Linked DNA regions of Mus musculus: regions 2 and 3 are each linked to region 1. The links are chromatin contacts, called in public promoter capture Hi-C maps. All regions are on one chromosome and are shown on one strand. Each heading gives the region's core, a stretch centred on a gene start, on an enhancer-like site or on the middle of the called end of the contact. The rest is flanking DNA. Distances are from core to core; before and after follow the strand shown. Region 1 holds the start of Afap1l2 (actin filament associated protein 1-like 2). Region 2 overlaps Casp7 (caspase 7). Region 3 holds the start of Plekhs1 (pleckstrin homology domain containing, family S member 1).

Region 1 (4,130 bases), core at 662-3,161:
TCCTCTTGGTAGTTCTGCCATTTCAGTTTTGTTCTGGAAAAGGGTTGTGAATTGCAGGTTTAGATCGACTTGAACTGCATTTTTAATATTTTGTATGTCTGGAGAGGATTCAGGGAAGCTATAACCAGTTTGGAGACAAGGAAGGGTTAATGAACTTGGCAAGACACGGACGAGAGCCTTGCTGGCCTAGAAGGGGGTGCCATGCTTTCTTGAAGGGCAGAAACAGGTGTCAGAGGATTTGGGGGAACAGCACTGCCCAGTTAATGTCACAGGAAAGCCTGAGGTAAAGGCTGTGAGGGAAGTAGGATTTGGAGTCAGGAAACCTGGGCTCTGCCTGGTTTGTGTCCTGACTCTGTAAAATTACACAAGTCTCACTTCTTTGTGTGCTCGTTTGTAGAGTGGAGACCCTTTAACCCTAGGGGTGTCAGCCAGGGCCAAGCTTTCTTCAGCCTTCAGTGTGAAGGTTAGCTCGGAAGCCCTGCTGAGTGGGGCCTGACCTGCTCACTCAGCTTCAGCAGGCAGGGCAGGAGTCTGGCCAAAAGTGACCAGTGACCACAGACTTGAGGCTTCTTTTCCAATACTGAGCATTTCAAAGAAAACCCAGGGCTCCACTGAGAGTAGTCTGGAACCACCACAGAACGGAGGGTGTGTGCCCTGCTGGGCCATTTGCAAGAGGAAGAAAGGGGTAGGAATGAGAACACTAAGGCAGAAACACAGCTGCTCGACTGTTTGAGGGCTACTGTACAGGAGGCCAGCGGAATACCTCTTCCTACCCTGATTCTCTTGGGAGATGCCCATTCTTGCTGCCAACTGTGTGTGTGTGTGTGTGTGTGTGTGTGTGTGTGTGTGTGTGTGTGTACTTGCATGTGTGTTCATGTGCATGTGGCATGTGGAGGTCTCTGACCTACACACATAAGACTTGGAAGTAGGCATCCCTAGGGCTCCTCCCATGTGACTTTGTCCACCCCCTTCCCCCTAAACTTGTTTATACTACAGGAGACAGACAGCGACCTGCTACCTCAGGGTGAATGGGCAAACTGAAAGGCTGGGGTTTTGCAGCCCTGAGCGAGGCTCCTGGCTGGCTAGGAGGGCTCTGTTCACGTGAGCTGCTGCTCTAACTAGGAAAAGTGTTTGTGCAGATCGCTGGGCGGAAGATCTGCAGAGATCAAAGCTGACTCTGCTGCTCCAAGGAAGCATGAAGGGGGCTCTCGGAAAACAACAAACCTTCCCTAAGTGTATATTCCGGGCCTTTGTCGAGAGTCCAAGCATGGTTTAAAAAGTGAAATCCGAAAGTTTAAAAGAAAACGTAGCCGGGCGTGGCGGCGCACGCCTTTAATCGCAGCACTTGGGAGGCAGAGGCAGGCGGATTTCTGAGTTCGAGGCCAGCCTGGTCTACAAAGTGAGTTCCAGGACAACCAGGGCTATACAGAGAAACCCTGTCTCGAAAAACCAAAAACAAACAAACAAAACAAACAAAAACCCCATAATCTTTGGAGAGGATTTAGGAATTTGGAAGGATTGGAGGGAATCAAAAGAAAAGGATTAAATGTGTTCCGAGGTGAAAATAACCTCGGACAGGTGCCATCTTTTCTTGAAGACCAGGCTTGCTGAGGAGGCTCCAGACACTGTAATCCTCCTCAGGAAAGCCTAGGCTAAGACGCCCATAAAATCTGGGCTCAGGCAGCAGGCTACAAGGAGGTCATTTCCTGTGCTCTAAAGTGTGCACGATGTACAGGTGCCAGGCAAGGTGGACTGAAAGCCGGCCCCCAGCGGCTTCTAAATTCAAGGAGCTAATCCAGGAGGGCCCAGGATGTGGGCGCACTGGCTTGATGGATCAAGCAGGAGGCGCTCTAGGTCCGTCTCCACCTCCCCGCTGGCCCTCAGTCTCCTCCTCCCGGCATTGGGTTCGCAGTCTCAACACTGGAGAAAACAGATCTTGGTGGAGACCTACGGGAGCTCGCTGTTCCCGGAGTCTTCCCCGGGCTTTGAGGACGTCCCAGGCTCTTTCTTTCGCGCCGCCGCCCTCGGGCCAACTTGGAGGAAGTGATCTGCGTTCGGGACGGGGAGCCCAGTGCGGGGTGCGTGAGGACCAGAGCGCTGATTGTCCTGACCGGCTGTGGAGATCCCTGGCGGGGTCCAGGGCGGCTCGGGTGGAGTCAGGATCGGAGGGCTAGGGGCGCGGCGGCCACTCCGGGAGGTCGGGCGGCGAGCGTGACTTCACTGGGAGGGGCCAGCGCTCAGCGGGGGCGCGGAGCCCAGCGCGGAGTCCAGCGCGGAGAACTCAGCGCGGAGCCGATAGCAGCGCACACCGTGCCCGGGATGGAGCGCTACAAAGGTGAGGGCGCAGGGCGCACCTACTTGCTCCGGGTATCCCGGACTCAGGTGTCCAGAACGGACAGTCTACGCCCAAGGGACCGCAGCCCTAGAGAGGGCGACCGAGGAGTCACGAACAGGGCGGTGGGCTTCTGGGCGTAGAATGCCGTCCGTGCTATTTGATACTCCTGGGCCCCTGGGGCAGAGGTCTCTGCTTGGAGGTCAAAGTGAGGCTTCTCACCTGTTGGAGAACCGAGGGTGTGTCCTGAGCCATCCCGTCACCCCCAGTTTCAGTTTGCCTTGGGGAAAAGATGTCTACAGTCGAGGGGGGCCCTAGTAAGGTCTCAACAGTAAGGGGCTGCTGGGGGCAAAGGGGCGAGTTGTAGGGCTCTTTCTATGGATGCTGCCTTGTTGAGGGGCTTCTTGCAGATTCCCGGAAAAGTCTTGTCCGGTAGCAGAAAAAACTCCTAATGTGGTGGGGTGGCGTGCTATTCTGTTCTTGACAAGGTCCGTCTCTCTACCACTTTGTAACCTGCCTCGCCATGCCCTTTGCGGATCCTGCACCCCAAAGCTGCGTGGGGGGGGTGTGAGTTAGGAGCCCAGTGGACTGCCCAGCAGGTGGAGCGCCCGTAGGCGTCCTGGCAGCTGAGCGAGCTTGGATTTGGCTCTGGCCAGGGATCTTGGCCAAACCATGGTGGGAGGGCCGGTCCGGATATGCCCGAAGGGTTTTGGAGCCCCAGGGCTGGAATCCAGAAACCTCAGATAGTAGGTCCTTTGAAAAGGGGGTTCAAGGTGCTGCCCCTGAGGCAGATGCGTCGGTGCGCCCCTACATGCCTCCCTCTGGGAAAAGGGTCTTGTACTCGCTCTTTTTAGGGGTTGTCTAAGTTAAGCCTGCAAGGGGAAATTCTGCCTCTGCACTTATTTTCCCATGGGAGGGTAATAAGGCAAACGCTCAGGTTGCCAAGGAATCTCGATCTCCCTCTATGGTTTCTTATTTATGGAACTCACATAAGGGAACTGTGCGGGCAGGCTTTAGTTTCCTAACGTAGTCTTTTTAGTGACTCACCTGTGAATGCAGGGTCAGGGCTCTGGAGTCAGCGGGGTAGGGGAGGAGCGCCAGGAGAAATCACTTAGCCTCTCTCCCCCGTCTATCCGGGAGGTCTTGTCTTAGTTCTGATGGAATCTGGTCAGTTTGTGAGGGAAAGGCTGAAGTTGCCCTCATGCAGTCTCGAATATTGGCGGCCACAGCCCCTCTCTTGGTAGAAGAGAGGCGGCTCTTGCTGCTCCCCACTTAGGGAGGGAACCTGGGGGCGAGGAGGGGGAGCCGATTGGGGCCTTGGGCGTCTCCTCACTGGAAATCCCGACTTCCAAGGTCGCTTCAGCTCCTTGGATTGTGACATTGAAGCAGATGTTGGCCCCAAATAGAAGATCCAAATTGCAAGCTTCTTTGCCCAAGCAGCAAACTGGTTCAAGTTAGAGACCAGGCAACAAGTGGGCAGCTGTGCATCTAGGATTTGTGAGCAGGTTTTTTTGGTGTAGTTTTTGAATTAGTTCTTTACTGGGTAAAATCTGCTTAGTTTATCTTTCTCTCCTGGGAGCTGAAAATCTCATTCTCTACTGGGATGAGTTAGGGACTTCCAGCTAACTGAAGGGAACTTGGTTTCAGGTCAGAGCGTTTGTGTTTTGGAAATAGATCTATGTCTTAGAGATCAATGTCTTAGAGATCAATGAGTGTGCTGACTTGAGAATTGCCTGGACTGTAAAAGAGAATACATGGGATGTTCTTCAGCTCCACTCTGGGGAAACAGGACTTCAAA
Region 2 (4,130 bases), core at 766-3,265, 580 kb after region 1:
AGGAACACAGCTGACTGGCCTGACCAGGTTGTTTATATGCCTGTGACAGGGACCAACCTACCAGCTGATACCATAAACAGCCATTTCAGGCATACCTCCTGTGTGCTGGCACTCATACAGGCACTTTATGTGACTTATATTAATATTTAACTCTGTGTGTGTGTGTGTGTGTGTGTGTGTGTGTGTGTGTGTGTGTGTTTTCAGGTACCTGCAGAAGCCAGAAGAGGGCATCTGATCTTCTGGAGCTGGCGTTATGGGTGGCTGTGAGCCATCTAATATGGGTGCTGAGGAGCGAACTCGGGCCTCTGCACAAGCAGTGTGCACTCTTAATCAGTGAGCCATCTCTTGGGCCCCGAGAAGTCAATTAAAAGGAAGAAAGGCACATAAAATCTTCCTCTTTCAGACCTGTAGTTAAAGAAAGTTGTCCCCTGCTATGTGTAGGTCCCGTCTAACGAGCAGGTAGGATTCTACTTTCAGGCACGTGCCCCAGGTGTGAGAGTACCCCAGTGGCATCCTTTAAGGCACATCCAACTCACGGTTGTGGGCAGCCTGTGCCACAGGACAGCTATGGACTCAGGCTCAATACAAAGTGGGAAACTTACCTAATTCTTTGTAACTGACTTTGTAACTCTACCTGGTGCATGCGCATGAACTCGGCAGATGTCAATGAATTGTCACTATGTTCAAAGGTTGGACAGGCCCGGTATACAGTAAACACATCTCTCCGGGAGGTGGGCATAGCTCTTGGAGTCTCGTCTGGTCCCTAATTTACTCTCCAGCCTCTCTCTTACCCTGTCCAAAGTCCATCCACACAATTACAATGTAGTCTGTCTATGGCCAACATTCTATAGCCTAGGCTCTGTTCCTCTAGGTGCCTGGGGTGGGACAGACAGGCACAGCTCACACTCACCAAGCACAGCTCACACTCACCTTTTCTAAGCAGATCTTGCATCTTTGCACAAGAGCAGTCATTGTGGACGGTTACTTCAAAACCCAGGTTTTGGAAGCACTTGAAGAGGGCCCCTGCATCTTTGTCCGTCCCATTCCGGACGTCCATACCTGTGGGGGTAAGGCAAGGAGTGGGGTGAACAGGCTCTAGTCAGATCAGGTGCCGTGTGGGCTCCAGCAACACTCCCTGAAGCAGAAACAACACTTCTCAGCTCAACCACACACGTGAGACCAGAGGCAAACTCCAAAGGACCCAGCCTCCACTCAAGGTGAGCTTCTTCATGGTCTTGGGATAGCCAGGTCTGGCTGTCAATGTCACACGGTCTAGAACCACCCAAGGGAAAAAAAAAAAAAAGGCCATTTTATCCCAGCAACAGGAAAGCAACTAAGGCAGGCTCCTACAGTACATAGCGGGACCTCAGACTGAAAATTCTCTCATGGAGAGCCGCTGGCACTGCCGCCCTCTGACGAATGTCTGGTAAAGTGCGGAGGACGTGGGAGGGTCAGGAGGGCTTGGCCCGGCCCCTCACCCACCTGTCGCTTTGTCGAAGTTCTTGTTGTTTATGATGATGCATTTACCCATCTTCTGGAAATCCATGCGGTACAGATAAGTGGGCACTCGGTCCCGGCCGGTCCTGACGGGGCCCGCAGAGGCATTTCTCTTCTTCTTCCTTGGGTTACAGAAAGTCAGTTAGAGGCTGTGGAAGCAGTCTGGGCAGCCGTGTTGAAGACCCAAGGTGGACAGATGGTTCTGTTTCACTGTCATGTTTAAATGGAACAAGGCTCCAGGGTCAATTTCAGTAGACGTCAAGAAATGCAAATCACAGTCACAATTATGCTGGTGCAGTGTGCGTCCCAGAGTGGCCACACTGAGAGAAATGGAGTCTGCCAGGCCCTTGTAGGGATGGTGGGGGTCCACTGGGTAAGGCCGGCAGGACACACACTAAGCTTACACAAACACAAACCTTGGGTCAGGCAAAGGTTTACTAAAAGACAGGGTTACACTGTTCACCTTGTCCCAGACAGGAAATAGCCTGCAGTTCTGTTTATGTAAGTAGCTGAACCGAGGAATATTCACGTAACAGGTAAAACAGGCCGAGAATGAGCCGAGACAGCACGCAGCACATGAGTGAACATCACAGACGGAACACAGCAAAGAGCCGATAAACAAAAGACTTCACGCACACTTAAGCACCTCACAGTAGAAGCCAGAGGAAAGCCAACCCCATTTCTTTTTCCTTTATTAAAAAAATGTGGTGTGTGTATGTAATGTGGTGCACACAATGTGTGCGTGCACGTGTATAAGTGTGCTCACCCGCGTGTACCCACGGACACCATCAACATCAGAAGTCTTCTGTATTAATTTTCATCTTTTAAAAAAGACAGGCTCTCTCTGTGAACACGGAGCTCACTGCTTAAGCTAGCCAGGCCTGCCAGTGAGCCGCCCTGATTCACCCTCTCAACTGCCAACCAGTGCCTGGGTTGCAGGCGCTTGCTGCAATGTCTCACTTTTATGTGGGTACTAGGACCAGAGCCCATGTCCTTAGGCTTGCAAGCAAGCTCTTTACCCACTCAGTCGCCATCTCTCCCGCCCCTGTATGTTTTGTATGGATTGGTGATGGTTACAGACACAGGTGGGTAAAAATTCCCAGGTATACATACATTCTGTATGGATGAATATTTCAATGGCATTAACATTAACTTTTCCCCATCCTCCAAACAACTATGGTACTATTAAGCAAAGGCACACAGGGGCTTCATAGGATCAGGGAGAACGCCCAAGGCCAAGGGCACAGTTCAGATCTGGCTGGGATGTGATTCTCTGGGAGTCAGCCTCCTGGTGTGTGCTTCTTCTACATAGCACCTTGTTTGAACAAACACTGCCTTTGATACTGAAATCCAGGGCAGGGCTCCCTCACCTCTCTCAACTTAAATTGGAGAAGCTGGTGCACAATCCCAGACCTTTCATGAACAGGTTCCTCACCCTGTAACTCTCGACCAAGGCAGCTCTAGACTGGCTTTAGCTGGTGCTCTCTGTGAGAGGCCTTGGTAAGAGCCGGGATGTGAAGAAAATGAGAGAAAACGAGAGGCAGGAGGGAAACCTAGTGCTTCAACTTCATTTTAGGGCATAATTCCTGCACCATACAGCTACCTAAAGGCTATCCTGGGACTGTGCGGGTGGCAGGATGGCCCACAGGCTGGAGAACACTTTACTCAGGAATTCCCTTTAAGAGGCACAATTCAACTTCCACCTTCTGTGGAGAGAATCCTATGGTGATGGGCTAGCCAGGTGGCTCAGCAGCGTGACCTGAGTTTCATCCCCGGACTCCACGTGGTGCAAGGAGAAAAGTGACTCTAGCAAGATGCCTTCTGATCTTCACACACATGCCACGGCATCTACGCACACGTGCCCCTCCCCCAACAGCTCCCCAATTACCCCCCCCCTTATATTTTAAATGTAATTTTAAAAGCCCTACAATTTCTAGGATGACAGCCACGTCTCAGACATGCTGTGACTCTTAGGCCATTACGGTCCCCAGGAATGTGCAAAACAAAACCAGTCAGTATCTTTTATAAGAAAAAGGGGCTGGAGAAAACGTTACATGCGAAATCGAAGGCCTCTGCTTCTGTAAGAACAGAACCTGGATCGTTACCTCATCATTTAATAAAACAGTTATTAATTCATTCAGTTAAAAAAAAAGGAACAAGAGGGGGGAATGAAGACACACATATGTAAACATAACAACACAGGTCACAGAAAGTACCTAAAAACTGAGTTTCAAGTGGTGTACAGCTCTAATCCCTGGCAAGTATCTCAGAAGGGAGGCAGTGGTAATTTCCCTCCCCAAACCTGTCCTTATATTGAACTCCTCAAAAAAATTAAAATTACATGTACGTGTGTGTGTGTGTGTGTGTGTGTGTATGTATGTGCACATGCCACCATGGTATAAGTGTAGAGGTCAGAACAATTTATAGGAATTGCTTCTCTCCTCCCACCAGTGTTCCTGGAGATTCAAGCCTGGGCCACCAGGCTCTGTGGCAAGCACCTTCACCCACTGAGCCATCCCCTCAACCATGAACTTTGCTATTTTTCAAAAAGAACCTAAATCTCTTCCTCTTGCAGATTTGGGTCAGTCAGTATTAATCGTTCCTTGTAGCCCCGATAGTTTTCTGTTAAAGCC
Region 3 (4,130 bases), core at 575-3,074, 550 kb after region 1:
TGATTGCTCCCCTCCTGACCTGTGCCTGGTGTGAACACTCCCCTGCTGACCTGTGCCTGGTGTGAGCACTCCCCTGCTGACCTGTGCCTTTAGTTAGCATCAGCCCATTCATTCCTCTCCTTGGCTGGCTTGTGAGAACCATGCCAGAGCTATTTGATGACTCCCGTGAGTTTTCCTGGACTTCTTTTCAATGTGAGAGTGCCATTGCCTAGAGAAGTAATTAGGAAGGGGTGCTTTTCAGCATCCCCTTTTGTCTGGTCTCTGCACATGTGAGACTTGGGCATCCATGTATACAGCATTTAGCCCAGCATGTAATGGTGCAGAGAACCCACATAAGACTGTTCTTTGTTAAAAAAAAAAAAAAGGAAGTTCCTGATAAAATACTTAACTGTTTTTAAAGCCTTTATAGTTTGTTAGGGGAGGGCTAAAATCTTCCTGATAGCACCGGTTTGAGAACATCTGCTGCTTTACAGTTTGTACAGAAACTCTGCTTGATCCTTCCCCAGCACCAGAGCTCTGACTGGTGCCAAGGAGACTGTAGGCACGCCTGACCCTGAGCACCACCAATGGTATTTACACAGCTGTGTAATACGCTGTGACTTTTGGGTCTCAGAACTAGCCTGTACTGAAGGGGCTTATTTCACAAATGGAGACCTGCACGTGAGAGAGAAAGAGCAAGGTGAAGTGTATCTAGCTCCCCAGGCAGAACACACAGGGCTCCACATGGATGCACACGGATCCTTCCAATGGCACCACTTTCCTAGCGCACTAAGCCTGGTAAAGTGTGCTTTGGGGGCAGCTCTAGCCTCATGATGCCCACAAAGGACTCCAGTGTTGCCTATGGGGACTACTTTTCTGTTCCCGAGAATGCTGGTTACCAGGTCCTCTCTGTCTCAAATAATATTTGAGGGTCAATAATAGCTAGCATTTATGGTATGCATACTACATCCTGCCGTGCACCTAGAGTTTAAATTATTTTTACAATTCTGTACCATCCAGTCACAGACAAGGAAACAGCCATTAGAGAGATTAAGCAACTAGTCTCTACAGAATTAAGGATTCAGAACACGAACCAGATTCTAACTTGAAAGTCAGTCTTTTTCAGGATAGTGGTACTTCCTGCCCGTTCAACAAAGGAGAATGTGTGTGGCATAGTGGTACATGGCTTTAATCCCAGCACTTGATGGGTAGGGGCTAGAAGATATCTGTGAGTTCTAGGCCAGCCGGGGCTCCTTTGTGAGACCCTGTCTCAAAAACAGACAGACAGACAGACAGACAGACATGATGGGTGGATGACTGACAGACAGACAGGTAGGCAGGCAGACAGAGATGACAGATGGATGACAGACAGACAGACAGTCAGGCAGGCAGGCAGACAGACAGACAGGGAACAGAGGATGCGATCTCTTTCCAGTTTTTCTTATAGTTCTTGTCACTGGCCCCGAATAAGCAGACACGCCCCATGCCCCCCCTTCCCCATCTGTTTAGCTCTTCCATCTCACTCTGGAAGAGCTCACATTTGTACCCTGGCCTGTTATTGTCATGCCAGTTGGAAGTTCATAGGTCTGATGCCAAGAGGTCGGTCCCATTTCCCTCTGGTTCTACAGCCTTAGAAGATTAGAAAGAAAAAGCCTAAAATAGCAAGACTGCTCAATTGGAAAATTTCCAGTTTCCCAATTGGCAATTGCTCAATCGTTAACAAGCTCCCGGATCACCACAACCTTGGGACTCCAGACTCTCTGTCACAGTCCGCGAGTACTTACCAGGTCACCAGGTAGTTCTCTGCACCTGCACCGTGTGGCTCCAGAGCTCCTCCTGCTTACTGTGAGCTCTGGTGTGAGGGTGGATTAAGTACCGGCTCTGTTTGAAATGTGAACCAGCAGGAAGTTCTCAACATGCCTTGGGAAGATTTTACTTTTGTCCCCAATACAAATGGAAACTGGGGCCTAAGGGGAAGTCCTGGGCTTTCATTCTTCTTGTGGCTTGGCACAGCATTACACCTGATGTTCCAGGTAACTGGTTTAAAAAAAAAAAAAAAAGCAAATAAAATTTAAAAATTCCTGCAAGACTTTGGACCATAGGAACAATGACTCTTATTGAGGACAATGCTAACCTAGCCTTGACCTTCTGCAGTGACTACCACTGAAACAATTCTCTGCTTCCCACCCAGCCATATCTCACCAACACATCTTCCTTAGGAAGAATTGCTTTGTACCCAACTAGGAAACAAAAGCCCGGCTTCTCTAATACATTCATTCCTTCGAGTAGCTTCCAGGAATATTGGCAAATTCATTCATGATGGAGCAGTTTCTTTGGTGGAGGGAGGGACTAGGCATGCTGTCCAGCACATGGCCCCTTCAAAGCAAGAAACATACACAAACAGTTGCCATTTGACCAGTGCAGTAGTATTGGCCAGCTAAGGGGTTTGCGTGTATTTTTAAACTCATATTATAGGTAGACGAGATGGCAGAGTGCTAATGAGTTACATCACTGTTACATTGTTACATCTTGTTACCTCTAGAAACAAAAGGACATAGTCTTTTACCTTTGTTCCTAGTGCTGAGGTAGCTCAGCTTCTATCAGCTTTGCCACATATTCATTAACATTGTAGTCTTTCAGACTTTGATATCATTAGTCATCAGCATAATAGGATGGATAATTCTCTGTCTCTCTCTGTCTCTGTCTCTATCTATCTCTCTGTCTCTGTCTCTCTCTTCTTTCTTTTTTCTTTGAAACAAAGTCTCTTTGTTTCTGAGGTTAGCCTAGAACTTATTTGGTAGACAAGGCTGGTCTTGAACTCACAGCGTTCCCGGTCTCAGCCTACTGAGTCCTGGGATTACAGGAGTGTGCCACTATGCCCACCTTTGGATGGATAATCCTGACTTTACAGAACCTTCCCTAAAGCATAAGGCTCCCCATGAAAAGCGGAGTACACAGTACTGGTTAGCCTTTGGCAAGGGCTCTTCCTCCATTGTTTACTTCTGCACCACACAGAGGAGGCAGGCCTTGTTGGTTCTCCTTTTGGCAACTCTTCTGGGCTCCAGTCATGCAGAATCAATTTGTCCCCCTGCTGCACAGAACTTGCTTTGTTTGTTTTAGGAGAAACCATTTCTTGAAATATATTTCCTGATATACAGTCAATACCTTAGACCTGGAAACTCTCTGTGGCTTCACAGCCGGTCTTTGTGCAGATGTTACTAGTTAGTGTCTTAAGTAGTTCTTCAACAGCTGTGCTGGTCTCCACTGTGAACTGCAGAGCTATGGATAGCCTGTCACTGTGGTAACAATTCCTAACCAACAGAGGAAGAGGAAATTACTTTATGATTTTTATTCCTTTAAAACAATAAAACAGATGACAGACCCATGATCTTTCCATCTTCTGTCTGTCTGCTTGTCCATCTACCTATCCCACCATGTTCCCACATTTGTTCTTATTCTCCAGTAATAGTATTTTTTTTCTGGGAAGTTGCTTAGTATATCCCATAAGTACCTAAGAAAAGCTACTTGTACTATAGATGCAATGTAGAAAATGAAAATGAAATCTGCCTCTGGCATCAAATACTAACCTTGTGAGATAGCCGGAAACATGCCAGAAGACAGAAGTGTGGTGTTTTTCCTTATTAATCATTACCAACAACACAGGCAAGGCTGCCAGTCAAATACCTTTGCAAGTAAGCAGCGTCTTTGAAATTTCAGACAACTAATCTGCTAAATGCACGACAGACAGGCCTCTGTCACAAAATTACTCTTCCTGTTCCTCCTTCACCAAAACAGAGCTCAGCAGCATGTACTAAATGGAAATATCTAGTGTTTACGGGGAGGGATTTAATTCACCCAGAATATCATTTAGTCCTAACCCTCTTAATTTCAAAAAGAGGGAACTGTAATTTAGAGAAGAAATAGTTTGCTAAAGGCCACACAGCCAGTGACAGAAATGAAACTCCAGCCTATGGTGACCTTATGGCTGGCATGTGCTCTTCTGTAGCCCGAAATCTGTGAGATCTATGTTGGGACCAGTTTCTCTCAGCTTTTGACCTGCTCTGCTACCGACTGGTAAGGCTAACCAGGCAGGTTGCCAGATCTGTGGTTCTCATGGTCCCGTTTCTGTCCTGGTTCAAAGCACTCCCAGT

Evidence for each region. Promoter capture Hi-C pulls out the DNA fragments that hold promoters and counts their contacts.
Region 2: a contact with region 1 is called in a promoter capture Hi-C map of frontonasal cranial neural crest. The contact joins the enhancer-like site here to the promoter of Afap1l2 in region 1. A contact is called at or near these places in 2 of 39 promoter capture datasets (cranial neural crest and frontonasal cranial neural crest), 3 of 484 Hi-C or Micro-C datasets (the HL-1 cell line, reprogramming fibroblasts and uterus), 3 of 115 datasets of contacts at active chromatin or transcription factors (astrocytes, embryonic forebrain and stem cell-derived neural progenitor cells) and 1 of 9 other capture datasets (embryonic stem cells).
Region 3: a promoter capture Hi-C map of liver shows a contact between it and region 1, with 2.5 times the contacts expected there. The contact joins the promoter of Plekhs1 here to the promoter of Afap1l2 in region 1. A contact is called at or near these places in 2 of 39 promoter capture datasets (cranial neural crest and liver), 2 of 115 datasets of contacts at active chromatin or transcription factors (embryonic stem cells and regulatory T cells) and 1 of 9 other capture datasets (embryonic stem cells).

What each region holds. Positions count from the first base shown.
Region 1 is chr19:57,006,356-57,010,485 of GRCm38.p6, reverse strand. It overlaps Afap1l2 (actin filament associated protein 1-like 2), which reads left to right and starts at 1,911. Exons shown (of 19, transcript NM_001177797.1): 1 at 1,911-2,335. The coding sequence starts at 2,320.
Region 2 is chr19:56,430,731-56,434,860 of GRCm38.p6, reverse strand. Casp7 (caspase 7) reads right to left here. Exons shown (of 7, transcript NM_007611.2): 3 at 1,483-1,619; 4 at 931-1,059. Among named protein-coding and RNA genes, the nearest start is that of Gm46657, 22 kb to the left of the region's middle. Within about 2 kb of position 2,015, at least 7 of the 459 cell types and tissues checked have an H3K27ac peak or open chromatin away from gene starts, as enhancers often do. A contact at or near this core is called in uterus, where this site is marked.
Region 3 is chr19:56,459,331-56,463,460 of GRCm38.p6, reverse strand. Plekhs1 (pleckstrin homology domain containing, family S member 1) reads right to left here and starts at 1,824. Exons shown (of 13, transcript NM_001164263.1): 1 at 1,764-1,824.